Regions from separate parts of the Zea mays genome. Here region 1 is linked to region 2. A link is a contact called in public Hi-C data. All regions are on one chromosome and are shown on one strand. The core of a region is the stretch at or near the end of the contact, and the rest is flanking DNA. Distances in the headings are between cores, read along the strand shown. Region 1 holds the start of LOC100191271. Region 2 holds the start of LOC103651531 (aspartic proteinase-like protein 2).

The links. A called contact is a pair of places that touch in the nucleus more often than the background predicts.
Region 1: a contact with region 2 is called in a Hi-C map of leaf, with 4 times the contacts expected there. The contact joins the promoter of LOC100191271 here to the promoter of LOC103651531 in region 2. A contact is called at or near these places in 5 of 25 Hi-C or Micro-C datasets (ear, endosperm, leaf and 1 more).

What each region holds. Positions count from the first base shown.
Region 1 is chr3:226,754,710-226,758,902 of Zm-B73-REFERENCE-NAM-5.0, forward strand. LOC100191271 reads left to right here and starts at 2,435. Exons shown (of 8, transcript NM_001136705.2): 1 at 2,435-2,632; 2 at 2,740-2,823; 3 at 3,208-3,265; 4 at 3,373-3,473; 5 at 4,042-4,137. The coding sequence starts at 2,561.
Region 2 is chr3:226,595,523-226,599,766 of Zm-B73-REFERENCE-NAM-5.0, forward strand. LOC103651531 (aspartic proteinase-like protein 2) reads right to left here and starts at 1,500. Exons shown (of 10, transcript XM_008677180.3): 1 at 962-1,500; 2 at 726-855; 3 at 362-609. The coding sequence starts at 1,215.

The DNA of each region.
Region 1 (4,193 bases), core at 1,185-3,684, 160 kb after region 2:
ACCGGGTCCGACAAATCACCTGCAGGTACTTTTGGAGGGCGCCTCTGGGCCACTAACCGACCCTTATCGAACGGGGCACGGGCGTCCACTCGGATCACCCGTTAGCAACTCACTGGAGACACCATGTTCGGCGCCCTCTGAGGGCAGCATGGCGCTTTTCCCCCTCCTCCTTGCGGAAAGGCGACGAAGGGGCATATGAAAAAAGCCGAGTCAGTCCTTGACCGTCCTCTCGCTCTGTGCGGAGGATCAGTGGCTGCTCTCACAAACCCGGCTGCGGCCAAAACGTTGACAACGTCAACATACCAGCCCGAGAACTCGGAACCTGACTATGCACCCGGGCAACGACCAGTTCGCATGAGGGAACAACCAGACCGGCCGAGGCATCACGAAAGGCATTAAGACCTCGAAGGAGTCAAACCACTCCTCCGAAGTCCTCGGGGGCTACACCCGGTGGGTGCGCTCGCGCGCACCCACCGGAACGAAATGCAACCGAGAGAGGCCGGTCCCCTTGCAAAAAAGTGCGACAAAAGCCTCCAAGCGAGTACCAACACTCCCTTCGAGGCTCGGGGGCTACTGTCGGGGACCATAATTAGGGTACCCCCAAGACTCCTAATCTCAGCTGGTAACCCCCATCAGCACAAAGCTGCAAAGGCCTGATAGGCGCAATTCAGGTCAAGGCTCCATCCACTCAAGGGACACGATCTCGCCTCGCCCGAGCCCAGCCTCGGGCAAAGATAGCCGACCCAGGAGGATTCACGTCTCGCCCGAGGGTCTCCTCAAGCAACGGGCACACCTTCGACTCGCCCGAGGCCTAGCTCGGGCAGGCTTCGCGGAGAAGCAGCCTTGGCCAGATCGCCATGCCAACCGACCGTATCGCAGGAGCATTCAATGCAAGGATCGTCTGACACCTTATCCTGACGCGCGCTCCTCAGTCGGCAGGGCCGAAGTGACTGCAGTCACTTCGCCGCTCCACTGACCGACCTGACAGGAAAACAGCGCCGCCTGCCCTGCTCCGACTGCTGTGCCACCCGCCAGGGTGAGGCTGACAGCAGCCAAGTCCAGCCTCGGGAGCCATAGGAAGCTCTGCCTCGCCCGACCCCAGGGCTCAGACTCAACCTCGACTCCGGAAGACGGTCTCCGCCTCACCCGACCCCAGGGCTCGGACTCAACCTCGACTCCGGAAGACGGTCTCCGCCTCGCCCGACCCCAGGGCTCGGACTCCACCTCAACCTCGGAAGACGGTCTCCTCCTCGCCCGACCCCAGGGCTCGGACTCAACCTCGACTTCGGAAGACGGTCTCCGCCTTGCCCGACCCCAGGGCTCGGACTCAGCCTCGACCTCGGAGGAGTCACCGCCTCGCCCGACCTCGAGCTCGGACCGACCACGTCACAGGGGGGCCATCATTACCCTACCCCTAGCTAGCTCAGGCTACGGGGAACAATACCGGCGTCCCATCTGGCTCGCCCCGGTAAAACAAGTAATGATGGCACCTCGCGTGCTCCATGATGATGGCGGTTCTCAGCCCCTTACGGAAGCAAGGAGACGTCAGCAACGATCCGACAGCCCCGACAGCTGTGCTTCCACAGGGCTCAAGCACTCCTCCGACGGCCACGACATCACATGAACAGGGCAGCAACACCTCTCCAACAGCCACGTCGACATGTACACATGGCTCTAGCTCCTCCCCGCTAGACACGTTAGCACATTGCTACGCTCCCCGTTGTACACCTGGACCCTCTCCTTACATCTATAAAAGGAAGGTCCAGGGCCCTCATACGAGAAGGTGGCCGCGCGGGAGGACGGGCCGACGCACAAGGCTCTCGCTCTCTCTCTCCCTCGCGAGCGCTTGTAACCCCCTACTGCAAGCGCATCCGCCCTGGGCGCAGGACAACACGAGGCCGCAGTTCCCCTTACTGTTTTCCCCCTTATGTTCCGTCTCGCGCCGACCCATCTGGACGGGGACACGCAGCGACAATTTACTCGTCGGTCCAGGGACCCTCGAGGTCGAAACGCCGACAACTAGCCTAATCACTGTAAATGACTTTTTAAATTTAGCGGCTCTATCTCTACACCTTCGCTCTCTATTTATGGGTAATCGCTTATTCGTCATACATGGTTCAATTTACCTTTTTTAATAAAATCTATTTTAATGACTAGCTAATTCAGTAAATTTAACTAATCCTTTTAGAGCTAATCCGTAAAAGTTATTGGTGACAAGGGATCCAGGAATCCTCTTATTATTTAGTTTTAAATAGTAAAAAGATTCTTTACCTATAAATTCTCTCCAATTTCGCTGTCACCACACCTATTATTGATGGGGACCAAAACGTCACGCAACTCTGACCGAGTTCAGATGGGTCCAGATTAAAAAGGATGCTAAGCTCGATGGGTGTGTGTGATTATATAATGGACATTGTAAATCCAGGGGAGCGAAGGAAAGGCAAAGGAGAAAATTTCGTAGCAATAAATAAATAAATAAAATTAATAAAAGAAAGGTGGCGTAGAGGATAGGAGGAGAACCAAGGTTGCGTCTCGAAGGTTCTTGCCTCGTTGGGAAGGGATGGCGTCGGAGGTGGAGGACGAGGCGGCGACGCCGCTGCTCGCCAACGGTGCAGCCGACGTCCGCCGGAGGGTGCGCCGCCGCGCCGCTTCCTGTCGTTTGATTTTCGTTTTCTCTTTTCTCGGATTTGGCTGCTTTTATGAGCCCTGATCTTGTCCGGCGGGTGCCGTGGTGTGCAGAGGGACCAGGCGAAGGCAATTCTGTCCACGCAGGCCGTCAGGATCGCCACCAAGGCCGAGCAGCATGAGCGCTTCATCTTTAAGGTCATTTCCCGACTCTGCCTCCGTTTAATCTCGTTATCGCTGCCTTTACTGTGCAGTTTGATGTTCACAAATCTCGCCACTCCCGTGCAGCCGTGCTCCCTTTCCTTGTCGGAACCCAAGGGAATTGTTGGCCTGCGTTTTTGCATGACAATTTTAGTGGGCATTGTGTGATAGTACTGTGATGTAACTGTTCCATGAATACGAGGAAATATTGGCGATGGATTTTTTTTTATCAAGCATTTTAGCGGAAAGGAATAAGTACCTGCACGCACTTTGTGCATTTATTGTTCGCACCGTACTGCAGAGGTTGTGGTAATAATTGGATTCGCTGGATTGGGTCTAGGGACTGTTCTTATATGGTGCTACTTCGTTTTAAATGTGCAGGTCACACACTTGCTGGGTGTTCTTGGATTTGGGGGATTTTGCTATCTCTTGGGTGCCAGTAAGCTACTGCAGCATTGATATATTTGGTTGGCTGTTACGTACTGTACACCATAAGTTTCTTGTTGGTTCCACTTGTAATGCTCAATGCTCTGATGTTGCTTGCAGGACCACAGGATGTGCCATATGTGTACTGCCTGTTCTATGTCATATTTGTTCCGCTCCGCTGGATTTACTACCGCTACAAGAAATGGCATTACTACCTTCTGGTGAGTCCTTACTGTCTCACATTTTGATGCCCCGGAAATGCGTTAAGTTGCCAGAAATGTGATTCCACAGAATTTTACTAGTTCATACTTAACGGTGTTGGTTTCAGTGTCCTACTTTATTTTAAATTTAGTTGTTATCCACAGCACAATCTTGCAACAGAAAGCTTTGTCGAAAGGATAAATATTTTAAATAGCACATACTGATATGATGAGCCGACGATATACTGTTGTATGACATTGTGCCAATATCTTGCAGACCTATTGTCACATATCTCATGTAACAAAGGAGCCACTCCATTCTAACAATGTGGAGTGTTGATGATATTTTTGTGGTGTGCCAGGAATAATTCTTTACCTGATTTACGTGATAAATAGTATGCCTACATTATTATGTCTAGGTGACTAGGTCAATATTCTAGGTTCTGTTTCATTTTATATTTTGAATGTTATCACAAATATTAGTTTGCTAGACAACAGTTTTGTGTTCTTTTGATGTGATCTTCTCAATTTCTAAAGCCATCATCTTGTCTGTAAAACCTCGAGGTTTATTTTTTTTTCTTTTCTGCAGGACTTCTGCTACTATGCCAACACCTTTCTCCTTGTAATGATTCTCTTCTACCCAGAGGATGAAAAACTTTTTATGGTTTGCTTCTCGTTTGCAGAGGTATAAAAAACTTTTCATGGTTTGCCAACACCATTCTCCTTGTTGATTTTCAGAGC
Region 2 (4,244 bases), core at 250-2,749:
ATTTGACACTTCAGCACCTATTAACAAATGCTAACCGGTTGATGCTTGTTTCCTAATCAGCTCTTCTACTGCAATATGATAAAGAGTGTGGGATGCATAGTAAACCCCACAGCAGGGTTTATGCTTTCCCAGATACCTATCTTTTCAATGAAGTGATAGCACAAGCACATAGCCTGGATGAAGGGTCAAGAATATAACTTCATTATCAGATACTGGGATAAAAATCAACTTCATCCTAATAGAAGAACAGGTCAAGGATCATGCTAAACTTTTCAGGCAGCAAAATAGCCCATCATGAATGTTGTCCAACAAAAAAAAAGTTACAATGCGGTAAACTGATATGACTTGACTGTTGACTCACCCGAATGTGATGGTAGCATTGCCAGGCTGTGTCTGTCCATCCCCAGTCACCTGATCAAACTGCAGCGCATCGGTGATGAAGAACCCAGTCGTTGAGCTACCATCACCGTACATGACGCTGTACTCGCAGGGCACATTGGCAGTGCACCCTGGCAGCTTCCCCCCATAGGTGGCCGCGCAGAATCCCTGATCGCAGGACACCGTGCTCCCGCTCGAGGACGCCTTGGGGTCATAGAACGTCAAGTCTAACTGCACAGAGATTTCACATCAAAGTGGACAGAACTCAACTTTCACATCAAAATGGGCACAACTGAACTAATCTGTAGTTCAGACACAAACAAGAAATAAAAAGTGGGAATTGGTACCCCGAGTCCGCTCTTGCGGGGGCATTTTGAGCAGGAGATGCAGTTAACCCACAGGATGTCGCTGCCAGTGTCGACCTGGACGTAGTAGCGCTTGGGCGGCGTCCCGAGCTTGATCTCCGTGAAGTAGAGCCTGCGCGCGCCCGGACCGGCCCAATAATCCCCACAACCAAATCAAGCACCCCACAGGGAAATCTCCCAAGACAAAGAAACTAGCGACGGAGAGGGCCGGCACGTACCCGGTGTCAGTGGGGAGACCTAGGCCACCGAGCGGGAGGTCGGCAGCCGCGAGAAGGCGGCCGTGGCGGCGACCGTCGTGGGCACGAAGGGCGCTGATGTTGGCGCCAGTGTCCCCTCCAACTCCGGCTGGTAACTTACGCCGCACCCGGAAGATGCCGGCAGCCGCCGCGCCGGAGACGGAGCCGACCGCCGGCAGCAGCGCGGGTAGGAGGAGGAAGAGGAGGGCGGCAAGCCATGGCGGAGGCGGGGCCATGGATTATTCCTGGGTAGGAGACGGCAATTCAAAACCGCTCTGCACGCAGCAACAACAGTAATTGCGGGGGCGGTTGGGCCTCGGGCGGCGGGAGGCCGGCTACTATCCGTGTCCTCCCCTGCTGGCAGCTGCTGCTCCTCCTCGCCGTGGCCTCCGAGCCTCGGCCTAGAGGCGCTTGGGTGAGGATTGAGAACCGGCTACTAGAACAAGCAAGGCACCGGAAAACGAAAACGGGGAGGAAAGCTAGCTGGGAGTGGGTAGTGGGGTCGGGAGGGTTTCTGTTTTGGGCTGGGCCGTAGAGAGCCTGGAGAAAAAATCTCAGCCGGATCTCAACCCGAAACTCTCAAGGCGTGTAAACGGTCGTACAAAATACTATTTTACAGTATATACTCTAATATTTATAGAGTGAAATTTGAAATAAATAGTGAGATAAAGCGTGGGATATAAAATCTGCTAGAGATAATCTGAGCAAGCTCGTGGCCCGACACGACTCAAAAAGCTTGATGGCCCTAGGGAATAGGGATGTACTCGCCGAGCTCGTCAGATCAGATCAAGGTTGGGTTATAAATCGGTTGGTAAGGTCCACGTATGACTCATGCATAGCGGGTTGGGTTGATCTGTGCCTCCATCTTAGATGTGTTAGATCAAGTTTTTTGGGGTTGGGTCGGGTTTTGGATAAAAAAATAATGGTTTGTACTTGACTCGTGGATTGTTACAAATAAAAACTATGGCTCATGTTCGCCTGTCGCATTGGTCGAGGTGGCCCATGCTCAGGTCTATTGGTGAATGTTGTTGTCATCGTTGTGAAGAATCACTTGTAGCGTTCGGTGTTGTCGGCAATCCGGGCGACGACAGAGATACTAGGGATGGTTGCAACAATGTTGTTGTCGGTGTTTTGACCCAAGGGTCCTAACCAACTAGTGTATTTGTGCTACGTGTCACGGCCCAGATGGGTGATGCAAGAAGACACACGATTTATCCTGGTTCAGGCAATAGAAGGCTCTACTTCCAGCGAGTGGGGATGAAACTTCTATTATCTTGCACCTAGGTGCTCGTAGTAGGGGGTACAAGCTGATCGAGAGAGGGAATGGATCCCAAGTCTCTATGAGTGATTGAGGCTAGTGTCAATATCGAAAGTGGAGGGCAAAAGATGGAGTGTGGTCCTCTCTCCTCTAGGGACCATAGACTCCTCCTTTTATAGCCGCAAGGAGGGAGCCTAGGAGTACAAGGGTTGTCGTAATGTTGAGAGGTGGCAAGCCTGAGCCCCTGTAGCAGTATGCCCGTCGGGATGCCCTTGTCCTGGCTATTGCCTTCGATCAGGAGGAGGGTACCCAGTTCCTGTATCCCGTATTTTGACCAAGCAGAGAGCCGGGGCTAGGGTCGGGGGCTCAGAAACGTACCTAAGCCCATCTTGTGGACGAGACATCTGAGCCGTAGTGGTTGAAATAGCAATCAGTATGGTGAAAAGTGCATGGTAATCCGCCCCATGTGTCATGCGGAATGGTGTAACACAGACTTGACACCGGTCTTGTGGTTTCTATAGCCATCCTGTTGCCAGCGGTTTTTGTGGGGAGGGTTGGCAGCATCAGGTGTTCTTTTGTTGATGTTGTTGGCCGAGGCCATGCTCGGGCGAGATGGAGACTTCTTCCGAGGGCAAGGTCGGGTCTACGCCTATGCACGCGGTCATGCTAGGAGTGGTCAGAACAATAGTCAAAGTGGTCTCCTGTGGGATTGAAAGGGAAATGTGCCCTTGGGCCTTTTCTAAGTATTTTGGTGATTTAGTGTCTAACACAAGTGCTTAAATGTAAAATGGTGGACAAAGTACAAACCAAGGATAAAGGTATGTTTCTCAGACTTAGTACATTGTTTTATGGACTAAGTATTGTGTCTAAGTGCTGGAAACAGGAAAAATCGAATTAGAATTGTCTTGGCTCGAGCAGCCAAGACTCTGCTCAGTCTGGGAGCACCGGACTGTCTGGTGGTGCACCGGACAGTGTCCGGTGCGCCAGGCTGGTTCGAGCGAAGTGGCTGCTCTCGGGAATTCACCGGCGACGTACGGCTATAATTCACCGGATTGTCCGGTGTGCACCGGACTGTCCGGTGAGCCAACGGTCGGCCGCGCGATCTGCGCGGGACACGTGGCCGAGCCAACGGCTAGAAAGGGGCACCGGACTGTCCGGTGTGCACCGGACATGTCCGGTGCGCCAACGGCTCTAAGTCTGCCAACGGTCGGCTGCGTCTGTTAAGGAAAGAAATCTGGCACCGGACAGTGTCCGGTGTGCACCGGACTGTCCGGTGCGCCAGACGGCAGAAGGCAAGAATTGCCTTCCCAGATTGCTCTCAACGGCTCCTAGCTGCCTTGGGGCTATAAAAGGGACCCCTAGGCGCATGGAGGAGATAACCAAGCATTCCTACAACATCTCTAAGCACCAAGACATCGATTCCGCGCATTTGTTTCATTGTGATAGCATATAGAGCTCTAGTGGAGTTGTGAACTCATTGAGTTGTGTTGCGAGCTCTTATTATTGCGACTTGTGTGCGTGGTGTTGCTGTGATTTCTTGTCTTGAGTGTGTTGCTAATCCCTCCCTTGCTCCGTGCTTCTTTGTGAATTTCAAGTGTAAGGGCGAGAGGCTCCAAGTTGTGGAGATTCCTCGCAAACGGGATTGAGAAAAAGCAAGCAAAACACCGTGGTATTCAAGTGGGTCTTTGGACCGCTTGAGAGGGGTTGATTGCAACCCTCGTCCGTTGGGACGCCACAACGTGGAGTAGGCAAGCGTTGGTCTTGGCCGAACCACGGGATAACCACCGTGCCATCTCTGTGATTGATTTATTGTGGTTATTGTGTTTTGACTCCTCTCTAGCCACTTGGCAATTATTGTGCTAACGATTAACCAAGTTTTTGTGGCTTAAGTTTTCAAGTTTCACAGGATCACCTATTCACCCCCCCCCCCCCCTCTAGGTGCTCTCAATTGGTATCATAGCCGTTCTCTTCAAGAAGGGACTAATCGCCCGAAGAGATGGATCCTAA